Regions from separate parts of the Mus musculus genome. Here all the other regions are linked to region 1. A link is a contact called in public Micro-C and promoter capture Hi-C data. All regions are on one chromosome and are shown on one strand. Each heading gives the region's core, a stretch centred on a gene start, on an enhancer-like site or on the middle of the called end of the contact. The rest is flanking DNA. Distances are from core to core; before and after follow the strand shown. Region 1 holds the start of Nmnat2 (nicotinamide nucleotide adenylyltransferase 2). Region 2 overlaps E330020D12Rik (Riken cDNA E330020D12 gene). Region 3 overlaps Gm46246 (a long non-coding RNA gene). Region 4 has its middle 29 kb from the start of Lamc2.

Region 1 (3,652 bases), core at 333-2,832:
CCTAACTTTCCCCGTTCCATAAGGTGGCTACTGAACCTGTCCTGTGTGCAGGGTAGTTTTATAATGTTGTCCTGTTAGCCGTAAGGCCCAGTGCAGAATAATCTTTTAGGGTTAGAGGAAAGAGTTTTGGCTTATGCATTTGGGGTGGTCTTCACGGATATGCTGTGGCTTTCATTAAACAGCCTAGGAAAGCTCTGGCAGTCCTCCAGACCTGGGCAAACACGTGTGCCCGCAGCCAGTAGCAGCGCTCTGCGTTTCAGCACCACCGCCTGTGGAGAGCGCCTCACCGCAGGGCCGGGTCAGGGACTCTCACCCTGCCCTTCTCCCATCCCCAGAGCCCTGGCTCTCCCTTACTCATTTCCTTGAGTCCCAGGGGAAAAGAAAAATCACCCCAACTTATAACTTCTCAATTTCTGCTTTTAAAGTGACCCCGCGTCCCCCTCTCAGGGGTCTAAACGCGCACACACCCTGCGCCTTTGGGTCCTAAAGCAGTAGCCTTCGAGCGGCGTGGCTTCCGCACCGGCGGCGAGAAATTTCAACCTGCGTGGACAATTACCTCTTTCCTGCCTCTCTGCTGGACCTTTATGCACGCACCCGAGACGCCTGAGCTTTCCCCCTCTCACTGTACGTCCCGAACCTCAAAAAACAAACTCGTGAAGACACGTCCCTACCCCACACACGAGCTCTCACGCACATTCAAATATCCATCTTCACACTCACACCGCAAGGATGCCGGTTGTCATCGCCGCCTTGGGCAGAACCTTGGCCAACTTGGGCCGGGATCCATCTCGCCGGCTCGTGGACCACCTCCCGAAGCAGTCGCCCCGCCCCCTCCCCTTTCCAAGGCAGCCGGAGCCAAACCTCGGCGGGGCAGTGGTACCCTTCCCTCTCCATTAGCCAACATCCACCGCTCTGGGCCACCAAAGCTACAATCTCCAAACATTGTCCGTTGAGCCTCCTGGAACCGCCAGCCAAGCCCAGTATTAGTCTCCTTGAAGCCCCAGTCCCTGCCACTGGTGTGTCGTGTGCGAGTGTTTGTGTCTCCGAGGCACATTTAACTCCTTCGAGCTTTCTGCCCATCCTAAACAAACAGCACGTTATCTTCAGCCCTTCTCCTTCCTTCTTCGCACCCCAACCTCTGCCCCTATCCCCACCCTTGCCCGCCAAGTACTCAAACCACCGCACTCCAGGGCTCTAACCAGGCGCCCCCACCCCACCCCAGAGGACACTCACCCCCCAGCCCCGCACCTCCCCCATCCCTGGCCCTCGGCGAGGCGATCTGGCCCCACGCTAGAGAAGCCTGGAAAAAACGCAGTTTGCGTCGGCTCGTGCTAGCGGGGATAGTTGGGGCTGACCTGGCACCAGCCTGATCAGCCGGCGCACCCCTCCGGAGGGGCGCACGCCTTCCTGCTCAATCGCCTTGGAAAGCCCTGATATTGGCGAGAGTAGAGCAGCGGAAGCAGCCTCCGGGGTGGGCGGGAGGACTCACCGAACATCTGAATGTGCCCTTTAGTGATGGGATTGAAGCTGCCGCAGGCCAGCAGGATAACGTGGGTCTTTGTGGTCTCGGTCATGATGGGATGAGGTCTCTCGCACTGATCCAGGGGTTGCCTCTTTTTGTGTCTCGATATGTCTGCAGACGGAGAAAGGAAGGCGAGGCTCCGGCGGTGGATGCTGTGGACTCCAAGGAGCCGCTCTAGACGCAAACCGCGTCACTCCCCGCCTCCCTTTAACGCTTGCCACTCCGGCTCGATCCAAGGCTGCTTTTGTATTGCTCTCCCTTTGGCTCTGCTTAGTCCTACTTCCTCTCTAGCTTCTTTTGCGTCACTGGTCTTGGTTCCTGACCCTATTGTTTCTACCCTCTCCACCCCACCTCACTGCATCTTACTTTATCTACAAGGAAAGGAGTGGTACCCTGGCATCCTTACAGCGTGGTTGCTGGCTATGTTCTCTCTGTGTCAAATTTCGTTTTCCTGACTCACTTTTTCTCTCCCTGTCTACATTCCCTAACATATCCGACTTCAAAAATGTTTGATTTTATGAATTTTCTTTTTCATGAGCTTTAATATTTAAAGTGACAAATGATAGGTTTTCTTTTCAATAGTGTTCATTTCGGATTTTTTGTTTTGTTTTGTTCTCCTCCCTTATTTAGTGATTCTAAACTATTGACTGGAATCCAAATCTTGACCTGTGGCTACTAAGAAAGCCCTTCTGCTAATGTTGGTCCTTTGTGTGGGTTGAATTATGGGTTTGGGCAGATATGAATGGGAAATTAGTAAGGCTAAGTATTACGAAATTCCTACATCAGCTGTCCAAGTTGAGTCAGTCACCACTCTATGCTTACTTCTTGATGCTCACTCTCTATTGGATGCTGCTGTGGACCCCGAATGATAACTGAATTAACTCACTGTCTGACAGAGCAGATTGGACGGAGTCTGAGAAAGCCTCTCTGGCTTAGACGACATTTAAGGCAGGCCTATTTAGACAAGAAGTTGTTGGTACAGAGACCCGGAGACAGGCTTCCAGTGCTTGTGAACATGAAAGGAGGGCCATATAACCAAAAGTCCTGGACAGGTGGGCAAACAGTAGTAGAGAAATGTGCACCCAGTCATCATATGGGTTTAGGATAATGGACAGGAAGTTCTTATGAGTCACTGACTTACAGTGGAATAACAAAAGGAGGCCATTGAAATCGTTAGACAGAGAGTACCATGTAATTGACATTTTTATGAGATCTCTGAGTGTTGGGAGGAAAAGAACCAAGAGGAAAATAAGAATTAGGAGAAAGTTGGCAGCCTTGGGCAGGTGGTCCTGTCCTGGGACTGCTGGGTATAGAGAGTCAGCAGCAGGGAGATGAGGCAGGGCAGGATAGATACCATAGATTTTGTAGCTTTTAGTCTTTGCGGATGGATGGGATATAGAGACGTTTGGGGAAACGCCTTAAAATTTGAGTTTAGTAAATGAATGGGCTAAGACTCTGAAAAATGAATAGGGGGAAAGGAAAGGTTTGAAGACCGGACAACTGTTCTCTTTGGATGCATTACAGAACCAGTAATTAGATTCCTGATTCAGAAGCACAAGTATTGCCTTCTTGGACGAACAGTTCCTTGCAAGAGTCAGCTCTCTCCTTCTGCATTGTGGGAACTGGGTGTTGAACCCAGGCCATCGGCCTTGGTAGTGAGTACCTTTGCCTGTTCAGCCACCGCATTAGCACTGCTCCTTACTTCTTATCTAAGAGTTTCTGGCAGGCATGCGGTTCATATTTCTTAATTTTTGCTGAATAGTAAATCAATTCCTACTGTGGAGAGATTTTCTAGTTTTCTAGTTTCTAGTTTATTACTTTGTGTGTGTGCACGTAAGCATGCATGTGCGCGCGCGCACACACACACACACACACACACACACACAAATATTACAGCACTACCACAGAGCTCAGAGGACAACCTGCAGCTGTCATTTCTCTCCTCTTTAAGTGTGGGTCCCTGGGATAGAACTCAGACCATCAGCCTTGGTGACATCTGCTTTACCTGATAAGCCAAAGTACTGACCCCAAAGTTTCTGGTTTCAATATAAGAGTCTTAAGAGCCAGTGTAATTCATACAGAAGTTTGTGTCTTCTCTAACACAAGATGCAAATGGGCGGGGTAGAAAGA
Region 2 (3,652 bases), core at 466-2,965, 450 kb before region 1:
AATACTCTGGCAGTAGTAACGTCTCCCCTACTAAGTACAGCTTAATCTTTTTTCTTTTAACCTTTACCACTTTAGCAATCAAGTCTCTTGGGGCTGGCATAACCCGGTCCATCAAGGACCAATTTCCCTACATTCCTAGTCTATGCATCTTTGTCCTAAGGAGGAATACGTAGGTATATTACTCAGATTCTCTGCATCCACAACACTTAGACTGTTCCCATCCTCTCCCACATTCCATCGCCTCATCACCGCCTGAGCTGGGCTCTTCCTCTGTTTGTTCAAAAGTGAATTCAAGAGTTCAGGTCCCTACTGTTTCCTGAGTACTACAGTTTCCTATACTATGACATCCCCAAGTCCCAATCTGCACGATGCTTTGTTATGGATTTTTCTTCTTCGAGTTGAAGTTTGACCTTTGGAACAGTAGTCCATCACTTCTCCATGGCTTTCTTCTTCCTCACAATCCCTTTCCATGATATTTAGTGTCTAACTGGTGAGAAAATTATGTAACTGGGAATTATTATTATTATTGTAGAAAGGGGGGGTTTACAACTTCTGTGCTGCAAAGGGTATTTGTCCTTCGTACTAGGTTGTTCCCTCTCTGACACTGCTCACCTGTATTTCAGCTAAGACCTTCTCAGCACAGGGCTGTCACGCTATAGGCTTTCAGTCAGTGTGCAGCTACTAAATCCTGTAGCTCAGTGAGTCTGTTTTGTGCTATTGTTGTTTGGGGGGGGGGTTAGAGCATCTGCAGGGTGGGCACTTCTGCATTGACTCTACAGGTTGACTCATGATGAAAAAATTTCTTAAGATTTTATGTAACAGTTACACTCCATTTTTTTATCAGAAAAAGACTTCTGGTCAAAACTTCCTTCTGGCTCATCGTGAAACCAAACCTAGGCTTGTAATCTTTCAAATCTGAGGTCACTGAGCACACAGCTCTTCTGCATCTTTTGAGACAGGGTTTCTCTGTATAGCTATGGGTGTCCTGGAGTCTATTTTGTAGACCAGGCTGGCCTCAAACTCAGAAATTCACCTGCCTCTGCCTCTGGAGTGCTGGGATTAAAGGCGTGTGCGACCATGGACACTGACACCGAATGACAGCTGTCTTAAAGCAAAACGCAAGATAGGTAAGCATTTCCCAGGTCAGATGTCAGAGATCCACTCAGAACGCGTTTCTGTAACACTTCCTTTTTATCTTTGGAGGAACTAGGGTTGAGGAGCAAAGCAGAGTCCCTTGACATACACACCAAGGTACAGGACTGGCTCCTGGGTGACAGAACCAGGTCTGCAACTAGGGGAAGGCACCTGGGAGGAAACAAGGACCTGGAAGATTTGCCATCCTGTTATCCCCATGGTGACTCCTGGGCTCCAGACAGGATCTTGCTATATAGTGCAGCTGTGTACATCAGACCTGCCTCTTGTCTTCCATGTGCTGGGATCAAAGGTGAGCACTACCATTCGGGGCCCTAGTTGTGATTTTTAGCATGGCTTTAGGCAACATGGTGGGGTCAGAATGAATGGGAACAGAGAGATCCCAGAGGGAGCAGGCTTGTTCTACAGAGAAGGGAGGCAGTTAGGGTGGTTTACAGAGAAAGTTTAAGTATCTGCTCTGTATGCAAGCTACTGCTGGTGAGTTATCAGGGCACACAGAGTCTCTGAGCTGAGTTCTTGCTGAGGAGAGAGACACTAAAGATATTATTTAAAAGACTGTGAGGAGCGGGTGTGGCAGCAGTCACAAGATGGCACCTGGGACTGCAGCTAAGTCTTATGACTTGCACCTGACTTCCTCATACACCTGAAAATAAGCCATGACCATCGTGAGAGCTGTGCAGGTGTAGCACGATGCTGGCAGTGTAAACAAGTCCATATTTGGTGGAGACATGCCCCTGCCGCCCTGATTGGCTGAAGCTGCGTGCCTGGTGAGATGATATGGCGTACTGTGAGTGGTTGGGGGCTGAGAGTATATAAGCAGACCTCCCTGGGTGCCCGGGGTGTGTTGAGGCAATGCTCCCCGTAGCAGCATTGAGGCATTCCTGCAATAAAGGCTGTTGAGAAGAACCCGACCGTGTTGTGTCTTCCTTGCTGGCCAAGGTGGGCGCAACATCTGGTGGCCTGTACAGGGCCCAAGGACAACGACCTTGTGGATTCAGAACTCTTCAGCTGAGGAACGGTGGTACCGGTAAGTCTCCCAAATTGATCCCCGGGTTTAAGGGGGATATGTTTTTCTCGCCCATAGACCCAGTGTGGGTAGAAAAAGGGTGAAAGGGGCGAGAAAGAAAAGAGGAAAGGAAAGGGGAAAGGAAAGGGGAAAGGGGAAAGGGGAAAGGGGAAAGGGGAAAGGGAAAGGGAAAGGAAGGGTTGAGACGATAAGGTTCCCGGGTAAATGGGACAAGTTAAGGTTCGTGAGTTATGCTTTTTTCTCCTATTGACCCTTTGTGCGTAGGTCTGGTAGTTTTGGTCTTGTTTGTTCTGATATATGGACTCTGTTACTGTTTGAATTGTCAGGCAGTCAAGACAGGTCAGAAAATCCTTACAGAGCAACAAGAGAGTATGTCAGAAGAGGAGAAGGGCTTAAAAAGAAAAAGAAAAAGAAAGGAGACACAGTGTTATCAGGTGGACAGAAAGGACAAAACAAAAGAGCCGAGGCAGAGGAGGGAGGCGAATTAGCTTCTATGCCCCCTCCCTATACCTCCTCGGCAGCTGCCTATTAGCAGAGGTTTGGAGAGAGGTTAGATTCTCCTTGCTGGGATGTCCTATTTTCACCGGCCAAGCAGGACAGAGATATCATGAGCCTCTAGATTTCAAAGTAATCAGGAATTTGGCTGAATCCATGCGGACTAATGGCCTAACTGCCTCCTATACTGTGGCTCAAGTAGAGGCCTTGAATAGACACTGCATGACTCTGTCCGATTGGGCAGTCTTGGTGAAGGCATGCCTTTCACCTGGGCAGTATTTAGATAGGAAAGCCTTCCTTATTGAATTTGCAAATGAACAGGCAGCAGCTAACACTGCTGCAGGAAATCCAGCATAGGATAGGATTATGCTGCTTGGTCAAGGTCGCTTTGCACAACAACAGACAGGATATCCAGTGCAGGTGAATCAGATTGCCATAAGGGTGTGGAAATCATTGCCCACTGGTGTTGACGTGGGCGAAAGGAGCTGTTTGTGCTTTTCCCCAGGAACAAGAAAATCCAATCTGGGTACCAGAGCGATTGACATGAAAGCTGCCTACAACTTCTATCCCGTCCTCCCCCACCCCCCCACCGAAGATGAAACTATGGATCCTGTGGCTGGGAATGCTCCCGCTAGTGAGAAATGAAGAGCTACGTTGGGGAATTATGTCTGTGTTCCTGAAACCCATGCCATTGACGCATTCAAGTGTTTCCTCAATTCTTTACATCTAATGCTTCACTACAATTGCCTTTTTTCTATGCTGCTTCAGCTAAAGGGATTGTTGTGTTTTCAGATGATTCAAAATATTTCACAGATGAATGATTGTGTTCAGCTGTATCTACTAAAGCTAATGCTACCTGGATTTGAGGGGTGTGGCCTGCCAGTATATCCAAGGGCAATGGCACTATACCCTCCCAACCTAGATGGGCCCCCCTTCCTTTTTGTAGGAGTATTCCTGATTCCCTTCCACCTTGGGCAG
Region 3 (3,652 bases), core at 543-3,042, 420 kb before region 1:
GTTGTCCTTGTAACAAATACGTGAGATCACTAGTCTACAAAGATAGGTTTATTTTAGCTACTTGTAAGTAATCGGTCTGCATGTTGTATATACCACAGGACATCTATGCTATTTCTGGGAAATCTCTGGTCTTACGAGGTCTGCTTCTTCGACATAAACGTCTCCAACATAAAAAGCCACAGTTCCCTGAGGTCCTTGGCAGCCAAAGACGCAGACATGTGAGGCCTTGTTTCAGGAGGCACCTTCGGAAGGAAGTCCTCTCTGTTGAAGACATCTGTGCTGCAAACATGGAAGAAACAGAGAAGACAAGATGGAATCCTCAGACTGAGTCCTTATCTGGGAATCAGCTCTGAGGCTAGCAGGCAGCAAGGATGCGGCTAAGTCACCTAGCTGCTAGGCAACAGAGCAGAGGTTCCTCCTCAGGCCAGCATTATGGTTTTCAGTGTTGTCCAGTGTGACCTGAAGTCAGTCCTTACAGTAACTGTGTGAGACTTCCTGCATTCTGCTTGGTCTCTTATGGTTTATTGAGCCATGATTGCCAGCTATGAGTATCCGTCTAACAATTTGAATAAACTGCTTAAATGAGGGTCAGTTCTATGGAGAGAATTACAGCCACAGAGTAAAATGGCATTTTTCTTTGAGATGTTTCATTGCATCTTTTATTATTGTCATTGGGAGACATTTGCCAGCTTCTCTTACTTCGTTTGTATTTCTTGGGTACGCTATATTATTTTTTTTTATTTTTATTTTTTAGAGGATGGAATGAGGGTGGTCAATATAGGTGAGGTAGCCCAGGCTGGTCTTGAATTTTCTATATAGTTGAAGGTGATCTTGAGCCCCTGTCCCTGCCTCCTGAGTTCTGAGGCTGCAGGCATGTGTCACCACTGCTAGTTTTTTAAAAATTCAGTAATGGGGGGGGGGGTCAAGCCTAGAGCTTTGCATGTGCCTGTAAAGTGTCCTACCAACTAAGGTAAATCCCCAGCCCATTATAAATAAATAAATAAATAAATAAATAAATAAATAAATAGATAGATAGATAGATAAATAGATAAATAAATAAATAAATAAATGTATGTATGTATGTATGTTATCATACTGGATATTAGGGGCACATACTTGTAATCTCAAAACTTAGGTTGAGGCAGGGGGATCACTGCAGTTTCAAGGCTAGCCTGGTCTACTCTAGAGAGTAGACACTGTCTCAAAAAAAATATATCATAAAAATGGTTAAACTCAACATTGAAGTGAATTTGCTTTTAAGGGCTCCCCACCCATACCTCAGTCCTTGGAGACTATTCGGGCCCTTGTCACTATGACGTAATCTCAGAAGAGTATTGGGGTAAAGGCTGTCTCTCTATCAGTGTTAGAATCCTAGGCATTCAACAGACGTGTTTTGCTTATCACTAAAAGAGAAACAGAAGATTCCGAGACACTCAGAGCAATTCAGGCCTTTTATTAAAAATTGACAGACCCAGCAAAGCAGCAGGAATCCTCCTCCAATATCTAACTGATAGCAGATTGAATCAGAGATGACACAAGCCAGGACTGGGCTGGTTTATGGTCTCTGTTTAATTTGCAACACAAGGGATTTTAAACAGTGAGTGGGTTTGTCTAAGAATCTTGCTTACGAATGGACTGGGTTGAATTCAGGACCCAATAAGATAGGATAGGATTATTTTAGATAAATTTAATCAGGCTTTTTACAAATTCAAACCCCACCCACATTCCCGCTCAGTGTGATACCTCTGTGAACAAAAGCTCGAAGTGGAGTGAACGCTTTTCGCTTTTTGCTTTTGGGAGATTCCTTCTCACAAGTAAACACAATGGGACAGTGAGGGGAGCAGTGGTGTTCACAGGTGTGGGCTAGAGTCTCCCTCAGCTGACTTACCATCAACCCTTTGAATTTAAAGCTGGGGGTGGAGAGGGGTGGGGTCTCCGTTTGGAGGAAGAAACAAATATTACTTCTCTCATTTTAGAGTGTCTTTTGGATTTTAAGGGCTCCCTGGCTTCGGAGCACACTGAGGTCAGACAAACTTGTTCTGCCTTCACTGCAGTTACAGTAACTAATGGGGTGGGGTGTTTGAAAGAAAGAATAGAATCACAGCCGTCCAGCTGTGAAAATACAAGATCAGTTAAATCCTGCTCCAACAGCTGTGATTGAGTTGCTTGCTTCCTCCCCTCCCCTCCCCTCCCCTCCCCTCCCCTCCCCTCCCCTCCCCTCCCCTCCCCTCCCCTCCCCTCCCCTCCCCTCCCCTCCCCTCTTCTTTCTTTCTTTCTTTCTTTCTTTCTTTCTTTCTTTCTTTCTTTCTTTCTTTCTTTCTTTCTTTCTTTCTTTCTTTCTTTCTTTCTTCCTTCCTTCCTTCCTTCCTTCCTTCCTTCCTTCCTTCCTTCCTTTCTTTCTTTCTTTCTTTCTTTCTTTCTTTCTTTCTCTCTCTTTCACAAGTAGGTCAGGTTGGCCTCTAACTTGTTTAACTTCTGGAAGTCAGCATTTACAGACCACAGGAGGCCTCCCTTTAGGTTTTACAAATTATTTCAGTTCTTCATTTTTCAAAAGCTTAAAGTGATATCAACTTATGAATGTTCTTGGTTTTTAAATTGTGAATTCATAATAATTTCATGAGAATTGCTTACATTTTTCAATATACAACCATATACATACATATATACATACACACATACATATATATGTATATGTATATATGTATGTATGTGTGTGTGTATATATATGTGTGTGTGTGTGTGCGTATACACATATTAAAAACATTCCCAAGGAAAACTGTGGGGTTTTGGTTGGTTGGTTGCTGTTGTTGTTTTGTTTTGTTTTGTTTTTAACTTCAGAAATATTTTACTTAAGTCTGTTTGTTAAAATTTTGCCCAACAGTAGGAACTGAAACCTTCTAACAGTTGCTGTAGATTACTGATGATAACTACCCCAAGGTCATGCCTCCTGGCTTCTTAATGGCCGGGTTCAGCAATATCGTTTGCTGGCAAAGGAATCATTCATTCACAAAACTGGACCCACCCAACCAGAGACCCTTGGTGGAAGTTCAGTTAGATTCTAAACCAAGAAAAATAGTTGCCTCTTTTCCTCACTGAACTTTGATCAGTACTGTGTGCTGTGTGGCCAAGCTAGAAAGTAGATGGAATTTCAAACAAGGCTTTAATGGTACCTTGGGAGCTTCCACCGGACGTCCTTCAACCAAGGAGAAGCATACCAAGATGGGATGCATCACACAGAAAATAGGATTTATTAAAGGAAATCAACCCCATTACCATAGTAGGCATACCCTCAGGGCTGACCCATATTTTATAAATGATGTAAATTACTCACTTTGACATATCTGTAATATGATGTGGCTCAAATTCTTTTCTATCAGGCTTGTTTGTTTTATGAGAAAGGGGTTTTCTCTGCAGCCCAAGGTGGGTTCAACTCACAGCCTCAGCTTCTCTATTGCTGGGCTTACAGGAGTCAGCCCTACTCTAGTAACTTCCTGAGTTTGCCAGATGCTAGGATACAAAGATTAGTAAGAGGCTGCTCCCAGACAGAGGCAGACAGACAGTGAATCCATTTTTAAGAAATGTTTAAGCGCTGGTAAGATGGCTCAGAAGGTAAAGGCACTTACTGCCAAGCCTGAATGCCTGCGTTTGATCC
Region 4 (3,652 bases), core at 541-3,040, 260 kb before region 1:
CAGAATAGTCGCAACCCTCCTCTCGCCCCATCAGCAGGGTCTGATTCAGAAGGGAATGTTAATCCTTTCGCTACCTTGTAGGAGCGGTAGGTCGAGTGGTTAAAGGTTGCTACCTTCATTTCCCCTGAGTTTACAGCTTAAAGAAACGCACCAGCCTCTCGGCACCAGCTTGGGATACCTGGCAGCCAAGAGGGTGTTGAAGTAGAAAGCAAGGCCACCTGCCTGAGGCACAGGGGGACCCAGCCTGTAGGAAAAGCCAATCTCCCAGACCCATGGCTTATGAAAATAGAAACTGGGCCATTTTAACTTGCGTGGGATTGTGTCTGTTCACTGTAAGCAGATTTAAATGAAGTATTAACAAGTGGGGGGGGGGGGGTAGAGAGATGGCTCGGAAGTTAGGAGCACGCACTGCTTCATCCTGAGGACCAGGCTGCAGGGGAGAGAGTTGTGAACACCTTCATTGGGCAGCTCACAAATGTCTCTAACTCCAGCTCCGAAGGGTCCACCACCCCCTTCTGACTCAAGGAGCAATGTCACTGACAGGCGCAGTTGCACAGGCACACACACTCACAGATAAACACAATTTTTTAGAGTCTTTACGGGTACTTTTTAAATCAATAAGCAGTATTGGGGGTGGGGTGCAGTTCTACTAAGTAGCTCATCCAATTTAAACTTAACCCTGACTAGCTTACAAATAAATGAGACTCAGGCTATGGTTATTTGATTTGGCTTTGACAGTTACTGGGGGGAGGGGAATGTCACCCCTAATCTACTCTTTTCACTGCTGGCCTGGCTGCCTCCCCAGCAGTGTATCCTAGATACTTGCTGTTTCTCCTGGCCATGTGCTCACAGTCCATCTCCCCTCATGTCGCTTCCTCCTCTCCTCTTGTTTTTTCCTCCTCCTCCTGGTCTCTCTTATCCAACAGGTAACTCAAAACCCACCCACCTTAATTCCCCCAGGAACCGGCTGTAACCAATTTTATTTAACCATTAGTTTTAAATCAAAGAACGTGGATTGCACAACAAAAGCTTGTAAAAGTAAGAATTCACTGGTGGGCCTAGACCTTCTGGTACAGAATTTAGCATTACAATACATAGCAGCAGACCAAACCTCAATTTATCTCAGAGGCAGCACTAGTTCTGAACAAGTATACGTTCCACAAGCTAGAGAAAGTACCCAAGGAGCTAAAGGGATCTGCAACCCTATAGGTGGAACAACATTATGAACTAACCAGTACCCCGGAGCTCTTGACTCTAGCTGCATATGTATCAAAAGATGGCCTAGTCGGCCATCACTGGCAAGAGAGGCCCATTGGACATGCAAACTTTATATGCCCCAGTACAGGGGAACGCCAGGGCCAAAAAGGGGGAGTGAGTGGGTAGGGGAGTGGGGGTGGGTGGGTATGGGGGACTTTTGGTATAGCATTGGAAATGTAAATGAGCTAAATACCTAATAAAAAAAGGAAAAAAAAAAAAAAGACTTGAGGTCACCGAAGCAAAAGTGAAACGCATCCTTCTGAAAGGAAAGCCAGATAGCAAAAGTGCAATCAAAAGTCAAAGGATGCGTGGATTGGAAGTTCAAACCCAAGAAACTTGGTACTTGGCTTTGTCTTTGCTTTAACTCCTCTCTGTCAGAAGTTCCTTCTTCCCTTCCCTCAGGACAGTGGAGCCTGATGTCAAGGAGTCACCTACTCTGTTGGAACCGTCTGGTCCATCCTGAGTCTAGCATTATGGGCCTGCCTGGCTGTTAGCATGCCCGCCCTCAGCATGCGTTCATCATTCAAGCATCCCTTGATTGTCTGTCAAGTCATTTCCACCTGCAGGGAGGCCCTTAGGCTGGAAGGCAGCAGTTACTGAGGTCTTCTCAGCGGCAGGGAAGTGACTGTTTGCCTCATCTTGCAACTGCTAGCTTTTCTCCCCTCCCTCCACCCACATTCTGCACCCACAGCCCTACCTGAGTGAGCATAGACTGACTCTTATTTGAAAGGAGATAAACAAAACCACGGGAACCAAATGGCACAGCACACGATGACATAGACCCACATCCATCCCTTCACATCTGTGGATTGTAGCCAGAGTCCCTCCGGTAGCCTGATCCGATCCCCTAACTCTTGGGAATGATTTTCAGTAAAATTTTAACTGATTAGTTGTGTTCTCCTAAGCCTTAGAATGAATACAGGCCATAAAGGTATAACTCAGAGTAGTTTGTATCTGTTAAAAGTTTGGCAACAGGCTCTTATGTATGTATGTAACCTTGCCAAGTGCATGCCTTTAATCCTAGAATTTGGAAGGCAGGCAGAACACTGTAAATCCTAAGTCACCCTAGCCTCTACAGGGAGTTCTAGGCTGGCCAGGGATACACAGTGAGACCCTGTATCAAAGACAAACAAATAAAAATAAAAAGGAAGGTTCGTTGGGGCTGGTGTGTGCTTAGCAGTGTTAGGTCTGGCATCCTGAGTTCCACCCCTGGGACCCACAACGGTATCAGGAGAGAACGGATCTTTGTAAATCCTTTTCTACCTCTGTACACATGCACCCCACACACAGACACATACATAAATAGATGTAATTTTAATTTTAAAAAATGTAACCTATTGTGTCACTTCCCATGAGGATGTCCAAATGAACTTAAATGATGCTCCACGAAGATGCCTGGTTCTACCTTTGATGGCCATCTTTCTGTCTTCCCACAATGCAAGCAACAAAAGCCAATTTTGTACTTTTCAGCTGGTGCCACTGGGACCCACCCTATGTTGTCTACCACCACTCTGAGATCCTCCACCATTTCAGTAACTCAGCGCAACTCTCCGATTTGCTTTGTTGTTTTTGGTCGTGGTAAAGCTTTCCAGAGCCATCCTGGGTACTCAGTCTCTTCTAAGATAGCTGTCTCATTCTCCTTAACCTCTTCTCTGCCAGTTGCCCCCAGACTGTCCATGGATTGCCTCTTTCCTCCTGACAATGGTCTCTGTGTGAGGTTAGTGCCGAGTAAGCACAAGCTCAGCTTGAACAGGACTGTCTGAGAGATGGGCTGTCCGATGGCAGATTACAAGCTTCTGGGCTGCTGAGCCAGCACGGAAGGCAAAACCTCAAGAGGCTATGATTTCCATGATTACACGTTCAGCGCGCTCAGAGAATATGTGAAGACCTGATGCCCTCCTTGCTACAATCTGTACAGTGCTGTCTCAGCGGACTGTCCTAGACCATCAGGCTTGGCCCAAGGGGTGAACGTTGTCACCAGGTGCCAGATGGGAGCTCTAAGAATCTACAGGAGGATCCTGGGAGGGTTGGCACTGCCAGGATAGCTTGATGTTTTAGAAAGTGCCTTCATGGGGCTGGAGAGACAGCGCCTTGGTGGTTAAGAGCACGGGTTGCACTTGCAGAGAATGGGGGGGGGGGGTTCAATTGCCAGCACCCACATGGTAGGTAGCTCCCAGTCCGCTATAATTCCTGTTCCAGAGGATCTGACACCTTCTCCTGACCTCTGCTGCCACCAGGCATGCGCATAGTATACACACACAAACATACGTGCAGGCAAAACAACAAAACAATCTAAACATAACATAAAAATAAATAAGTAAAAATTGTGCCTTGGTGGTCATTTTCTCGATGCCACATCCATAAGGTGAGCCGGAGAAGGGAGTGTGGAGAGAGC

The links. Promoter capture Hi-C pulls out the DNA fragments that hold promoters and counts their contacts. A called contact is a pair of places that touch in the nucleus more often than the background predicts.
Region 2: a promoter capture Hi-C map of the HPC-7 cell line shows a contact between it and region 1, with 3 times the contacts expected there. The contact joins the enhancer-like site here to the promoter of Nmnat2 in region 1. A contact is called at or near these places in 14 of 39 promoter capture datasets (the 3T3-L1 cell line, 3T3-L1-derived adipocytes, the C10 cell line and 8 more), 2 of 484 Hi-C or Micro-C datasets (cerebral cortex and cortical neurons) and 1 of 115 datasets of contacts at active chromatin or transcription factors (embryonic stem cells).
Region 3: a promoter capture Hi-C map of embryonic stem cells shows a contact between it and region 1, with 2.9 times the contacts expected there. The contact joins the enhancer-like site here to the promoter of Nmnat2 in region 1. A contact is called at or near these places in 20 of 39 promoter capture datasets (the 3T3-L1 cell line, 3T3-L1-derived adipocytes, the C10 cell line and 11 more), 1 of 484 Hi-C or Micro-C datasets (myeloid progenitors), 7 of 115 datasets of contacts at active chromatin or transcription factors (embryonic forebrain, embryonic hindbrain, embryonic stem cells and 2 more) and 1 of 9 other capture datasets (adipose tissue).
Region 4: a Micro-C map of embryonic stem cells shows a contact between it and region 1, with 4 times the contacts expected there. The contact joins the enhancer-like site here to the promoter of Nmnat2 in region 1. A contact is called at or near these places in 3 of 39 promoter capture datasets (the 3T3-L1 cell line and hippocampal neurons) and 2 of 484 Hi-C or Micro-C datasets (embryonic stem cells and nephron progenitors).

What each region holds. Positions count from the first base shown.
Region 1 is chr1:152,953,031-152,956,682 of GRCm38.p6, reverse strand. Nmnat2 (nicotinamide nucleotide adenylyltransferase 2) reads right to left here and starts at 1,582. Exons shown (of 11, transcript NM_175460.3): 1 at 1,490-1,582. The coding sequence starts at 1,574.
Region 2 is chr1:153,406,129-153,409,780 of GRCm38.p6, reverse strand. E330020D12Rik (Riken cDNA E330020D12 gene) reads left to right here. Exons shown (of 4, transcript NR_033736.1): 2 at 1,211-1,444; 3 at 2,092-2,179; 4 at 3,180-3,652. Among named protein-coding and RNA genes, the nearest start is that of E330020D12Rik, 6.3 kb to the left of the region's middle. Within about 2 kb of position 1,715, at least 12 of the 459 cell types and tissues checked have an H3K27ac peak or open chromatin away from gene starts, as enhancers often do. A contact at or near this core is called in the HPC-7 cell line, where this site is marked.
Region 3 is chr1:153,374,846-153,378,497 of GRCm38.p6, reverse strand. It overlaps Gm46246 (a long non-coding RNA gene), which reads left to right. Exons shown (of 2, transcript XR_001779877.1): 2 at 99-641. Among named protein-coding and RNA genes, the nearest start is that of Gm46246, 20 kb to the left of the region's middle. Within about 2 kb of position 1,792, at least 26 of the 459 cell types and tissues checked have an H3K27ac peak or open chromatin away from gene starts, as enhancers often do. A contact at or near this core is called in embryonic stem cells, epiblast stem cells and stem cell-derived epiblast-like cells, where this site is marked.
Region 4 is chr1:153,214,034-153,217,685 of GRCm38.p6, reverse strand. No RefSeq gene overlaps it. Among named protein-coding and RNA genes, the nearest start is that of Lamc2, 29 kb to the right of the region's middle. Within about 2 kb of position 1,790, at least 6 of the 459 cell types and tissues checked have an H3K27ac peak or open chromatin away from gene starts, as enhancers often do. A contact at or near this core is called in embryonic stem cells, where this site is marked.